2 separate regions of the Mus musculus genome follow, and region 2 is linked to region 1. The links are chromatin contacts, called in public promoter capture Hi-C maps. All regions are on one chromosome and are shown on one strand. The core of a region is the stretch at or near the end of the contact, and the rest is flanking DNA. Distances in the headings are between cores, read along the strand shown.

Evidence for each region. Promoter capture Hi-C pulls out the DNA fragments that hold promoters and counts their contacts.
Region 2: a promoter capture Hi-C map of the HPC-7 cell line shows a contact between it and region 1, with 2.1 times the contacts expected there. A contact is called at or near these places in 6 of 39 promoter capture datasets (the 3T3-L1 cell line, 3T3-L1-derived adipocytes, the HPC-7 cell line and 2 more).

What each region holds. Positions count from the first base shown.
Region 1 is chr19:16,778,248-16,784,318 of GRCm38.p6, forward strand. Vps13a (vacuolar protein sorting 13A) reads right to left here and starts at 2,686. Exons shown (of 72, transcript NM_173028.4): 1 at 2,423-2,686. The coding sequence starts at 2,522.
Region 2 is chr19:17,067,338-17,073,408 of GRCm38.p6, forward strand. The region is part of intron 6 of Prune2 (prune homolog 2); the gene reads left to right. Among named protein-coding and RNA genes, the nearest start is that of Prune2, 110 kb to the left of the region's middle.

The DNA.
Region 1 (6,071 bases), core at 1,436-3,935:
AAACAGCATAGCAGCAGCTATGGTGAAGATCACACACACACACACACACACACACACACACACACGAGAGAGAGACAGAGAGAGACAGAGACAGAGAGATACACACACAGAGACAGAGAGAAAGCTCACAAAAAGAAACTGAAAGCTAAGGTGAGAGGCCACTGTGCCTTGTTAGGCCTACATCTAAAAGATCCAGCACCTCTTATCAGTGCCAGACTAGGGGCTAAGCTTCCAACATAGAACTTTTAGGAGACACAATCAGACTTTAACCAAATCCTATCATTTCACTTCTCATAAAGTTACATATTTACTTACCACTCACAATCCCACTGCTAGGCATTTACTCCAAAGAAATAATTTATGTTCACACTAACACCTGATGCACCTTGCCCTTTAACTGCCAAAAAGGAAATACTGCAAAGATGGCAAACCTGTGTCTATAACAAGCCCTAACGTCCTGCATACATCACCTTGTCCTGCCATTCCCGTGCTTCTGAGCAGGACAAGGTGATGTATGCAGGACGTGAATGACGCATGGACGACTTCTCTGCATTCTGTTAAGAAGCCTGACTCAAGCCGCTACACAGAAGCTGAGTGTGATGGCACAGGCCTTTAACCCCAGCACTCAGGAACCAAAGCAAGAAGATTCTAAGTTCCAGGCCAGCCTGGGCTACATAGTGAAACTGGATCTCAAAAAGAAAAAAGCTACAAAGCCAAAGGATTCAGTTTATAACACTCTTAAAAATAAAAGCAAACCAGCAGACTGTGAACAGATAAGTAACTGCCACTCGAGGAAGAATCAATTACAAAGAAAAGAAGTGGGAATTTCCTAGGCTTATAATCTTTTTGTATCATTATTGAGATAGTTGAAACATTCTTAAGGTTTATTAAAACAAAACTATTCACAAGACTCAACTTTATTCTAGGTAAACTTTAAATACATAAATTTGGTGAATTATAGTTTACACAGCCTGCACCTTAAATGTACAAAACATTTCACTACAAATCAAACCACTGTTCAAGTAACGTTTTCTTGTTCATTTTATTGTTTTCATCTGTATGTATGAGTGTTTTGCCTGTGTGTATGTCTGTGCACTACACGCTTGTGTGCAGTGGCCCCTAGAGCCAGAAGAGAAAGGCAGATGCCCTGGGACAGATGATTGTAAGCTGTCATGTGGACACCAGGCTTGGATCCAAGTCATCTGGAAAGGTAGCCAGCGCTTTTCACCACTGAGCCATCTCTCCAGGTACCAGCTCAGATATTCTTCCAGGCTTTTTTTCTGAGCTACAGAGTTTTGTTATCCTCACTCTGCAACTGAGAAGCAGCGCAGACTAAGCAACTTGCAAGTACCTGATCTCAAAGAGGCTGTGCTAGCTCTTACAGATCAATTGCCCACGTTATCGTGGAAGAAGGTACCTAGCTACATTGAGGGCTTGTTTGTTTAATAAAACTAAATTACTTGTTTTCATTATTTCAAAAATGAGAAGGCTCAAGATAAACGAGAACTTTTAGAAAGTTTTAAGTAAGTACATTATCAGAGAATGCACACACTATTTACACAAATAATTAACCCTAACTTTGGCCTGGAACGTTCATTTCAAAAAAGGCCTCTACTTGCTAATAGCTACTTAAAATAAACAAGAGTCTAATGCAATACAGATGGAAACACTAAAAATAAGACACTGTATTAGGTAAATCATTGCAGTGAAGGGGTAGATGCAGCCCTTCCCATCTAAGCAACAGAGAGGAGTGCTCATCACGTCTTCGTCAGGTCCGAGAAACGGAAAGCCCAAATTACATTTTGACCGTCTGTTTTCCTGCATTTTCTTTTCGTTCTTTAAAAAAACAAAAAACTCAGGTCTTACAAACACCCACATTCCCACCTGGTCAGGCTGCGACCTGAAAACCTAAGTAACTCTGAGATACTCTGAAAGGGGCTTTCCTTTCCTTTTATTCCCCCTGTCATTTGCCTGTCCCAGCTAAGCAACACCCAAGTCCAAGTTCAGTGGCCGGACCGGAACTCGCCTAGAAAGCACGGTGAAGTGGGGCAGGGAAGGGACGAAGGGTGTCTTCGCGGACGGCGCCTGGTCTTCACGTGCAAGTCGGCGTGCGACTCCCCGTGGGCTCGCCGGAGCCTTCCTGACAGCCCGGGGCCAAACTGCCAGGGATGCCTCCCTTGCCCAGCGGAGGCCAAGGGTCACCAGCACCCGGCCCCACCGGGACGCGAGGCTTCAGCCAGCGCCTCCCCCAACCTCACGGCTCGCGCCGCCCGCCCGCCCGCCCGGGAACCGCCGCCCCGCTTTACATAACTTGAAGGGCGAGGCGGGCAGCTGCAGGTGGCGGCGCCGGGCTGGCCAAGGACCGAAGCCACGAGAAACCGCGCCGCCGTCTCCCGCGACCCTGGAGCGGCGACCCCGTTACCTTTCCAAATGCCCAGGGAGAGCTGGGACTCGTCCAGGTTCACCACATAGTCTCCCAGGAACCGGTTCAACACTTCCACGACCACCGACTCGAATACCATTTTTTTTCCTCTCTGCCGCGGAGGGCACCGCGGCACTACCCGGGCTGCTCCTCCCTCGAGACGGCTCGGCTTACCGGCTCCCGGCCCGCTCCAGCTACGGTGCGGGTGCTGCCGGGTCCCCTCAACCCGACCGCGAGCCCCACAGAAGGAAGGTAGCCGCTCGCACCACGCGTGCGCAGCTCGGGCTGCGCGTGGGGGCGTGACCGACGCGGAACTGGAGGCGCGGCCGGGAGCGAGAGTGAAGGACGGCGGCTGCGCAGCCGCGGGCCCGCCCTTGCCCGCGAGCGGACCGCCGGGCCTCTCCCGCCGGCCGCGCCTCCTATCCGTCGCTTAGCAACAGAACACCAGTCGAGCGCTGGAGACCCCGCCCCGGAATGATTCTCCTTTTTACCCGCAGCGAACTTTCTCTAGGAGGCGGGGCGTGATGATAACCGACAGGAACGCCGCTTCCGAAAGAGAAAACTAAGATCGCGGGATCCAAAGAGTGGAGAGTGTACAGCTTGGTGCGAGGTTGCGGGAAGTTTCCTGAGGCAGTTTCCCAGGACGCTTTTCCCCCATTATTACCAGTTGTGAGGTTCGGCCAGCCTTGGTGCTTGGGTACTTCCTGACGTTCTCCCTTCTCCTGGCAAGGATGCGAACTGGCCCTTCAGTTGCCTTCCCTTACTTCCTCAGCTACTAATCTGTGCTGAGGAGGGGCGAGGGAGAGTAAAGTTGGGAGATAAATTCCAAGTTCTTAATGTGCAACTGCTCTTGGCACCTTTTTCCGGTCAAATCATTTATGTGAAAGCCGCCAGTCATGTTAAAGAGTAGCACGTTTGAGTCAGTCCGGAGACAGCAGAGAGCCTGCCAAGAACCAAGAAAGACACCTCTGAGCCTTAGTGGCCAAGCTAAAATAAGTAGTGTCTCCGCTCCACGCTTGGACTTAGAGAAAATTGGTCCCAAAGTCCTGAGGTCACAAGACAGAGGTGCAACTTACAGAACCGACATTAATCCTCTGAGGATTTCAGAGGCAGCAGTACACTTTCAACTTTCTCTTCGCAAGGCACATCCTGATTTGGCACTGAGTGTATTTTGTGCATAGTCATCAAGTATCTCAAATTTATTTCAGAAAAAAAAAAGAGCAAAAATAGTGTAAACTTTTTTAAGCTTTTAAAGAATATATTAGCATATATTTTACAAAATAATGGGTTTCATTATAACATCTTGATAAATGTGTATATTTTGGTCGTTTATTACCCATGACTCTTTCTTGTCCTATTGACTGATTCCTTCTTCCCAAATAGGACCCCTTCTGTTTTCATGGATTTTTCTATCAAGATTCTAAACCTTCATCCATGTTGGTTTTTTTTAATGAGTTTTTATTTAGCACAATTTTAAATTTCATTTGTGTGTGTGTATAAGTGTTTTCTACATCCGTACCTGGTACCCTCAGGAATAGCTCTCTGGTTATTGGCGTTACAGGAGGTTGTGAGCCTCCATGTGGGTGGGTGCTGGCAACGGAGTTCAGGTCCTCTGAAGCAAATGCTATTAGGCAGTGTCGTCTCTTGAGCCTATTCTAAAATTTGATCCCAGAGAAGATATAAAACACTGGACTGCTTCTCCTATGGTCCCCAAGGACAAACGCAGATATGATTCCATCAAAGTTCACGTTGGAGAACCAATGAGTTTGTTGGGCTTCCTTAAAGAGCATATCTGAGGACTTCGTTATGGGAGTGTGGGTGTGGGAAGTACTTACCCAACAGGGATGAAGGCTTCTCCATTGTAGCTTCATAGACAGAACCCACTCTTCTAGTCTTCCCCATCCACAACCCCAGTTTGTCAGTCCTCAAACTGTGGGTATCCACAAGGGTCCTGAATAAGCCTTTCACAGGGGTCGTCTAAGACCATTGGAAAAAGAAAGATATTTGTATTACAATTCATAGCAGTGGCAAGATTAGAGTTGTGAAGTAGCAACAAAAATAACTTTATGGTTAGGAGTCACCATTACATGAGGAACTGTGTTAAAGGGTCTCAGCAATAAGAAAGTTGAGAACCACCGTTCTAGTCCCTCCCTGAGGCCATGTGCAATTCAAGCACAGTCACATACCACAGGTGATAGTACAGCAAGGTACGCTCCTCCACCAGCTGAGACAAGCCTTTTACAAGGGGCTACAGCTGAACAAGATGGAGGACACCTGGCTAGGAGGACAGTCACAGCAAGGTCTGAGGATGTTTGCTGCATGTTGTGTGATTGTTCTGAGACACATCTTCCTGAACTCTGTACATGGAGTTGACCTCAAACTCGTGGAGATGTATGTTCCTGCCTCTACCTCTCAAATGCTGGGAATAAAGGCTATTGTCACCACACCTGGCTTATTTGACATAGTTTCACATAGTTTTTCTTTTGAAGGGCCTTTATGGAGTTTCTAAGTCAACTTCATGATCTCAGGGACACTGAGGTATTAGGAATTTTTCCAAAGTCAAAAACGAAATTGGACTTCCTGATTCATCATATTTGAGAATATTCACATATTTCTCAATAATAATAATAATAATAACTTGTTTTGACTTATTGCTTCTATTTTTAAATGAAAGAAAACAAAGCTTGTTGGAAGGACAAGCAAAGGAGAAAATTCTTAAAGAATCTTACAGCCAATATTGATGGTAATATAAGTAAACACAATCTTTGTAAATGCCAGCCTGTAAGTTCCAACAAGCTGATCCATCTGTGTGTGCATATGTTAGTGTATACATACTTACATGTATGTAAGTGTATGAATTTTGCCTTAGCAATCCTTCCAGAGATTTAAGCTAAGAAAAGAATTTTTAAAAATTAAAACCTATTCTTATAAGAACATTTATTAAACCTTTGCTTAAAGAAGCAAACTTAAATATTCATTAGTAGAGAAGCTAGGCAAATTAACATATACATGCATACACTAGGTTAACAATGCAGGAATTAAAATGAAAACAAAGATTTATAAAATGAGAGGTTATCGCTCTTATCTTGGGAGAAAGGACTAAATTGTTGTGAATTGTCAGCTAATTTTGACTGTACAGAATATACAAAAGTCTGGGAATATATTCACCAAATGTTAACCACAGCTATCTCTAGATGATAAGGCTTTTGACAGTGTCTATTTTCTATGCATTTTTTTTTTGAAGATGAAGACATACACAGACACAGTCCAAACCTCACTGGGCAACTCATATGGAATTGGATTTGAACGCTCAAAAGTCTGCCTAAAAACTTGATCTGAGCAACACATAAATGCAAAGATAAATCTTGTTCAACAGCACTAACAGCTGGGGAAAGGAAATCAGAGCTGCAGTCATACATGTGAATTTTTCCCTTATTTAACCCAGCAGTAAAGCTTTTAAAAATAGTTATGATCTCCAAATGCTGGTGAAACTATTGAGAACCAGGGTCATTCATATACTAAAAATGAGAATGTGAAATGCTATAGCCTCTCTGAAAAAGTTAGATCATGTCTGCAAAATCTAAGCAAACAATGTCCATGCAAACTAGCAATTATAAGCCAAGACATTTATCAAAAAAAAAAAAAAAAA
Region 2 (6,071 bases), core at 2,109-4,608, 290 kb after region 1:
AAAAAAAAAAAAAAAAAAAAAAAAAAAAAGAAAAGAAAAAGAAAAAGAAAAAGCCAGTGAAGGTCTGCTTCATTCTCCTTAGGGGCAGGTATGGTGCCAGTGCCAGTGCCAGTGGTGGTAGAAGAAGATGAGAAAGGATCCAGAATGAAAACAAACTTGTCTTGGATAGTGACGTTATATGTGCAATAGAGTAGGGTAGGAGAACTCTTTCTGATGGAACAGGTGATATGTTGAAGAAGGCCTGTCTTCTGGTCTCAAAAAAGTGGCAAGAAAATCTAGGAGTAGGATACTAGAGAAATGGCAAATTTCAGGGCAAGCTTGACACACTCAAGACCAAGCAGGTAGCACACAGTTGTAATCCTATCATTTGAATGAAATGGAAGCAAGAGGTTCGGGAGTTCAAGGTTCAACCTGACTCACAAGACCTTTGTCCTGCCCCCAAAACAGGAAAACAAAGATTTGTCCAGTCAAGTAGGGAATGGTATAGGATGAAATGACAGGGACATGTAGCAACCACACAAAGAACAAGGTAAGTAGAGCCATTGTTCATGAGAATTAACTAGCTGCTTACAAATCATAACTTGACAAAAAGAAATGGAATACTAATTGGTTTAAATGTAGCATCTAAGAACCTCCCTGTTGTTTTAAATACAAGAGAGTTGAGCATTAAGTTCAAAAGACAAACTCCGAGGAGGAAGAAAATTGACGCCTTCTTGTTCAGTGGCCATTAGTAATATATCCTTGCCACAAAGCACATAGCCTGCCACTCTGCACTGGCATCAGTCTCATACAGAAGGGCTTTGCCTGTGGAGAGAACATATGGAATCCTCTGAAAGCTTCAGCTCTTCTGCTTGAAGCCAATTTGTAAAAACCAAGAAGGATACCACATAGACGTTGCTGTGTTCGTGCCGGCATTTGGATTTTCTAAAATAAAGATAGATTTTTAAAGTCCATCTAGGCCAACTTATTTGTTTTATATGTTTTATAGACAGCAAAGCTGAAACCCAGAAATACTTGTGTTTGGCTAAGTTCACCAGGCTGAACAGTGTGATTGATGCAGAGCCATGATTCTGCTTTCAAGCTCTTGATCCAAGGATCTTTTCACTTAAAAAGGCTATGCCTACTACATTTGACTTCACAGACTCCACCAATGGAGGGAGGGAGAGAGGGATGGATGGATGGGTGGATGGATGGATGGATGGATGGTTTACTCATTTATTATGCAAGAAAGATCAACTATTAGACAGTCAGTCATTGGACAGTAGACCTGCTTAGATGGAGATCCAGCCTGTAAAGTGCCTGTTTCTGTGTCCCCCACATCATTGTATTTTCTCAGCTGGGAGTACTTCAATATTCAGCAATGTTTAACATGTCCTTTGTTACCATTGTTACCAGGTTCTATTCTAGATCTGGGGGATATAACACTATTGACTGAAACAGAAAAAAGTATCCCCCCACAGTGAGTTTCCATTTTAAAAGAGGAAGATGGGATCCCCTAAGAGCCAGACAAAGTATGGTTCAATCCCCAAAGCCACGACCTCCATTTCTGTCCTTGAGTACTCTCCTACCCTCAAGGGCTTCTTTGCTTTTCCCTCTTGTCATCCAGTCTCTACCCAACATGTCTGTAATCTTTGGGAAACACCAAATGTGAATTGTGTATCTACGTCTTTGCTTCAAATCCTTGACTTAGGCCTCATTGCCTATGAGGAAAACCAAAATTCACCCCCATTCTCCTCAAGCTTTGTATCACGTGGTCCTGCTGCACGCAACCTCATCTCGTTCCTCTGCTCCTGCACCAACCTTTGGCGGTCCTCGGTTCTTCATTCAAGCTTATTCTTTTCTCCAGTTTACTTTGAGGTCAGAATATGACAAAGCGCATTATCTCCCTTTATACAGGAATGCATGAAATGTAACCTTATCAATGCCCCAGACTTCCCACTCTGACCTCCCTTCTGCTTTGTGTTCTTTCTCATCACAGAGTTTATTCTGGCTGGCACCTGTCAGTGTTAGCAATCCTCTTTAAACTGATTTATTGACTTACTATTTCTGTTCGCTAACCTGCAACTCCTTAAAAGCCACAGAATGGTCTGTAAGCCTGAAAGCACTGGCCAACATGCAGGAGATTATCACTTGCTCCATGAGACAATTGGTGACTGAATTCACTAATGAATGATGAATTGTCCTTCCCTTGATAGTATATCATTGTCTAAAAACATAAAATGTGGAGACTGGTATGTCACTTCTAGAAGTCTAGAAGCCTACTCTACACTGGGATTCTTGCCTTTGCCAGTAGTTCTCCAACAGTGTGGTGTTGTCAATCCATAGTCTATGGTACCTCATTTAATTTCCTTTCTTTTCCTATTGCTTAAGACTTGTATCCTTTTTACACAGAAAAATCTTCCGGATTCCTCTTCTCATTCACCACAATGTGGCAGAAACAAGGATGGTAGCTAGGTGACATACAAGTTCTTGACTGGGGCTTGCGAGGTATGAAACCCCAACTGATCATTATGTTTGTCCCATCACAGTCTACTGGAAGAGTCAGGTGTGTACAAAGCCAACCTACACTTCATGTGCATGATGTATGTTTCATCTAGGAGAGACTAGAGATGAGTCACAACACTCAAATTCAGTGTGCATACTCGCAAAGAAACAACTATGCTTTGCTTATAGCTCACTTGGACTGTATTCATTCCATGCTTCCCTCTCTTAGCATGGGATGCAGGCACTGTTCTGAGTCCTTGTTCTAGTTTGCCTCCTATTATTGTGATGAATGCCATGACCCAAAGCAACTCAGAGTCTGAAGGGTTTATTTCCACTTCCAAGTTAGAGCTTATGAAGAAGGCAAGTCAGGGCAAGAACTCAAGGCAGGAACCTGGAGGCAGGAGCTACAGCAGGGGCTTGCTTCTCTTGGCTTGTTCTGCCTGAATTCTTATACAACATAGGTTCACCTACCCAGGGGTGACACCACCCATAGTGTCTTGGGCCCTCCCATGTCAATTATTAATCAAGAAAATGTCCCAGAGACTTTCCTAAGGACTAATCTGATAGAGGCTTTTCTCAATTGAGGTTCCCTCTTCCCAGGTGACCTAGCTTGTGTCAAATTGACAAAAACTTGATTGGCACAATCCTCTTCAAGTAACTTTCATAAACTTCACTGGACTCTGTCACTGATGCTCATGGGTGAAGAAATTAAAACCAAGTGTCTTTCTAAGCATCTCATGGCCAGTGAACAAGCCATGTAACTGAGCTTCAAGCTGAGGTGGCCTTGGCACTTGCACCAGGCTCCTTGTCATAAATGTTTGAAGACTCCAGATGACAAATGATTTAACATCAGACTAGAAGAGAAAAGGGAAGCTTATTGGTTGGAAACAGAGAGGGAAATTACATACTAGGAAGAAAGAGCATGGTTGTGTGTCTGGACATGTCTCAGAGGCAGCAAGCAGTCAGTAGGGCTAGAGCAGAAGATCCAACTGAGAGTGAAGGTAGCCATTCTATCAGTGAAAACATACAAATCAAAGTTAAAAAAATTGGTCAGCCCTGGGGTAACTTATATACACTTAAAGGCCCCCACCTTGTGTGTGTGTGTTTATGTATGTGTGCCCATGTGAGTGCATGTAGAGGCCAGAGGTAGATGTCTTTCTCCATACCTCTGCACTTTAGTTTGAGACAATGTCTCTTTGCCAACTCAGAGCCCACTGCTATAGCTGCTATTGGCTGGCCAGTCTTCCTGCTTCCCCATCTCAAGCCCTAGGGTTGCTGGAATCCACTGCTATGCTCAGCTTTCCTTAGGAGCTGGGGTTCAACATTACACTCTCATGCTTCCACAGCAAAGACTTTCCTAACAACTATCACCTCATCCCTAATCAGAAAAACTTTTAAAACCGAAACTATCAAAATGAATCCCAAATGTTAGGGGCATACAGCCTGTTAATAGAAGTTCATGGAGATATCGGAAGATTCTGATTAGTGTTCTCAAGTAAAAAGGTTTTAATTTTTTGGCAAAAGGAAATGCACATGTTTGTCAGTATTTCTTAAGATCTTAGTTTTCAATGGCAATTCAGAGCCACCTAGTGACCAAAAAGTATTTAAAATACAAAACAGGAAAAGAAAAAGATTCCAGTAAAGAGAAAAGCAGTTGCCTAATCCTGGTCTTTGGTGCCCAGAGATAAAGATATATAAGTGCAGGTCTACAAGGTGAGACCTACTACACGTTAAGGAGAATACGCCTCTCGTTCCTTTGGTGGTTAGAGAGCCCTACACATAAATTTGAGATTATATGTATAGTTAAGCTTTAATACAGATGACATGTACCAAACGGCACATGTGGGCCTAACACAGCTACTATAAGCAAACTTTCCTCACAGATACAAGTCGCTTTCCTTGTAGTCTGCTACTGTGAAGAAGCCTACACGTTTGCTTTGTGTCTTGGGAATAGGAACGATGGGACAGAAGCTGTCCTGAAGATAAGTCTCGGGCTGGTAGACAGGAAGGCACGAGGGAGTCCTAAAATTCCAGATGAGACTCCTGCTTTCTGTCTAATTTTGAACAGGAAAATCCAAAGAGTTCTACTCAGTTTGGTTTATGTACCTGTTGCAAAATTCTGCTGAGTCTTGATAGGTTTCTTGCAGGGCGTGGGTGCAGCAAGTTTCAAGTGTGTTGATGGAGCCAGGGCTTTTAGCTTGGTTGCAGTAAAGTCCTTCATCTAGAAGGACACACTAGGAGATGAAGGGGGACGGATGAAATGTGGCCATGCTGTAGAACACTGTGTTGATTAAATGTATTAAAGATAGACTCAGAGACACCAAAATGTGCCGGTAACTCATTAAGGAAAGAAAGTTCAGGTCTTGAACTCCCTGAATTCATTTGACTGAGAGCAAGGCCAAGATGAATTCTTCACTTCTCTTCCCATATCTTCTATCTGTAGTGTGTGGTTTCTGGCTTGTCTGTAGTCTCTATGCATTTAATGTGCCTCTTTTGCCAATGTCTTATCCTTGTGCCTGCCTGATGCATAACTGTAAGTCCAACCGTTCCCAACAAAGGGCTTTTGCTTTGTATTTACTGAACACCAAAGAAAGCATCACATGGCAGGGGAGTTATGGGGAACACATTACAGAAATATTTAACAGAGTTTTACAAGGGATTGAGCTCTGTGCTCCAGCTAATCCCTACTGACCCTTGGGCTCTCAGTGCTATAAACAGATGCTCATCAAATGATATCCATATGTTGCTTTCAGGAGTTATGGCAGGTATTTGCTGTATAAAGTATTTTTATGGTATTTGTTACATATGGTTGTTTTTTTCAAGCTATTTGCTGTTTTAAGCAAACAAATGTCATAGCACACACACATATATGTGTGTATATATATATGTATATATATATATATATATATATATATATATATATATACATACATATATATATATACACACACATGTATTGCTCTCTGAGTCAGGGGCATGAAAAGGTACATAATTTAAGATTAGATCTACATATTATTTTAGGTTATAAAAGCTAATTACATGAGAAATCCAAAGATTTGAGTATGGTTGAGTGTTACATTGTTATCTTAAAATCAGTTTAAACAAACAGGCTGAGTATACGGAAGGACAGCAGTGTAAAGTCTTAAATGACCTCGAGGTATATTATTAATTGGCTTTGTGATCCAGTAGAAGCTCAAGTCTCTTGGAATTTAAAAGATATTTCTTGCCAAACGCATGAAATTCAAGAAGAACGAAGACCAAAGTGTGGACACTTTATCCTTTCTTAGAAATGGGAACAAAAACACCCATGGAAAGAGCTACAGAGACAAAATTTGAAGCTGTGATGAAAGGATGGACCATCTAGTGATTGCCATATGCAGGGATCCATCCCATAATCAGCATCCAAATGCTGACACCATTGCATACACTAGCAAGATTTTGCTGAAAGAATCCAGATATAGCTCTCTCTTGTGAGACTATGCCAGGGCCTAGCAAACACAGAAGTGGATGCTCACAGTCAGCTATTGGATGGGTCACAGGGCCCCCAATGGAGGAGCTAGAGAAATTACCCAAGGAGCTAATGGGAA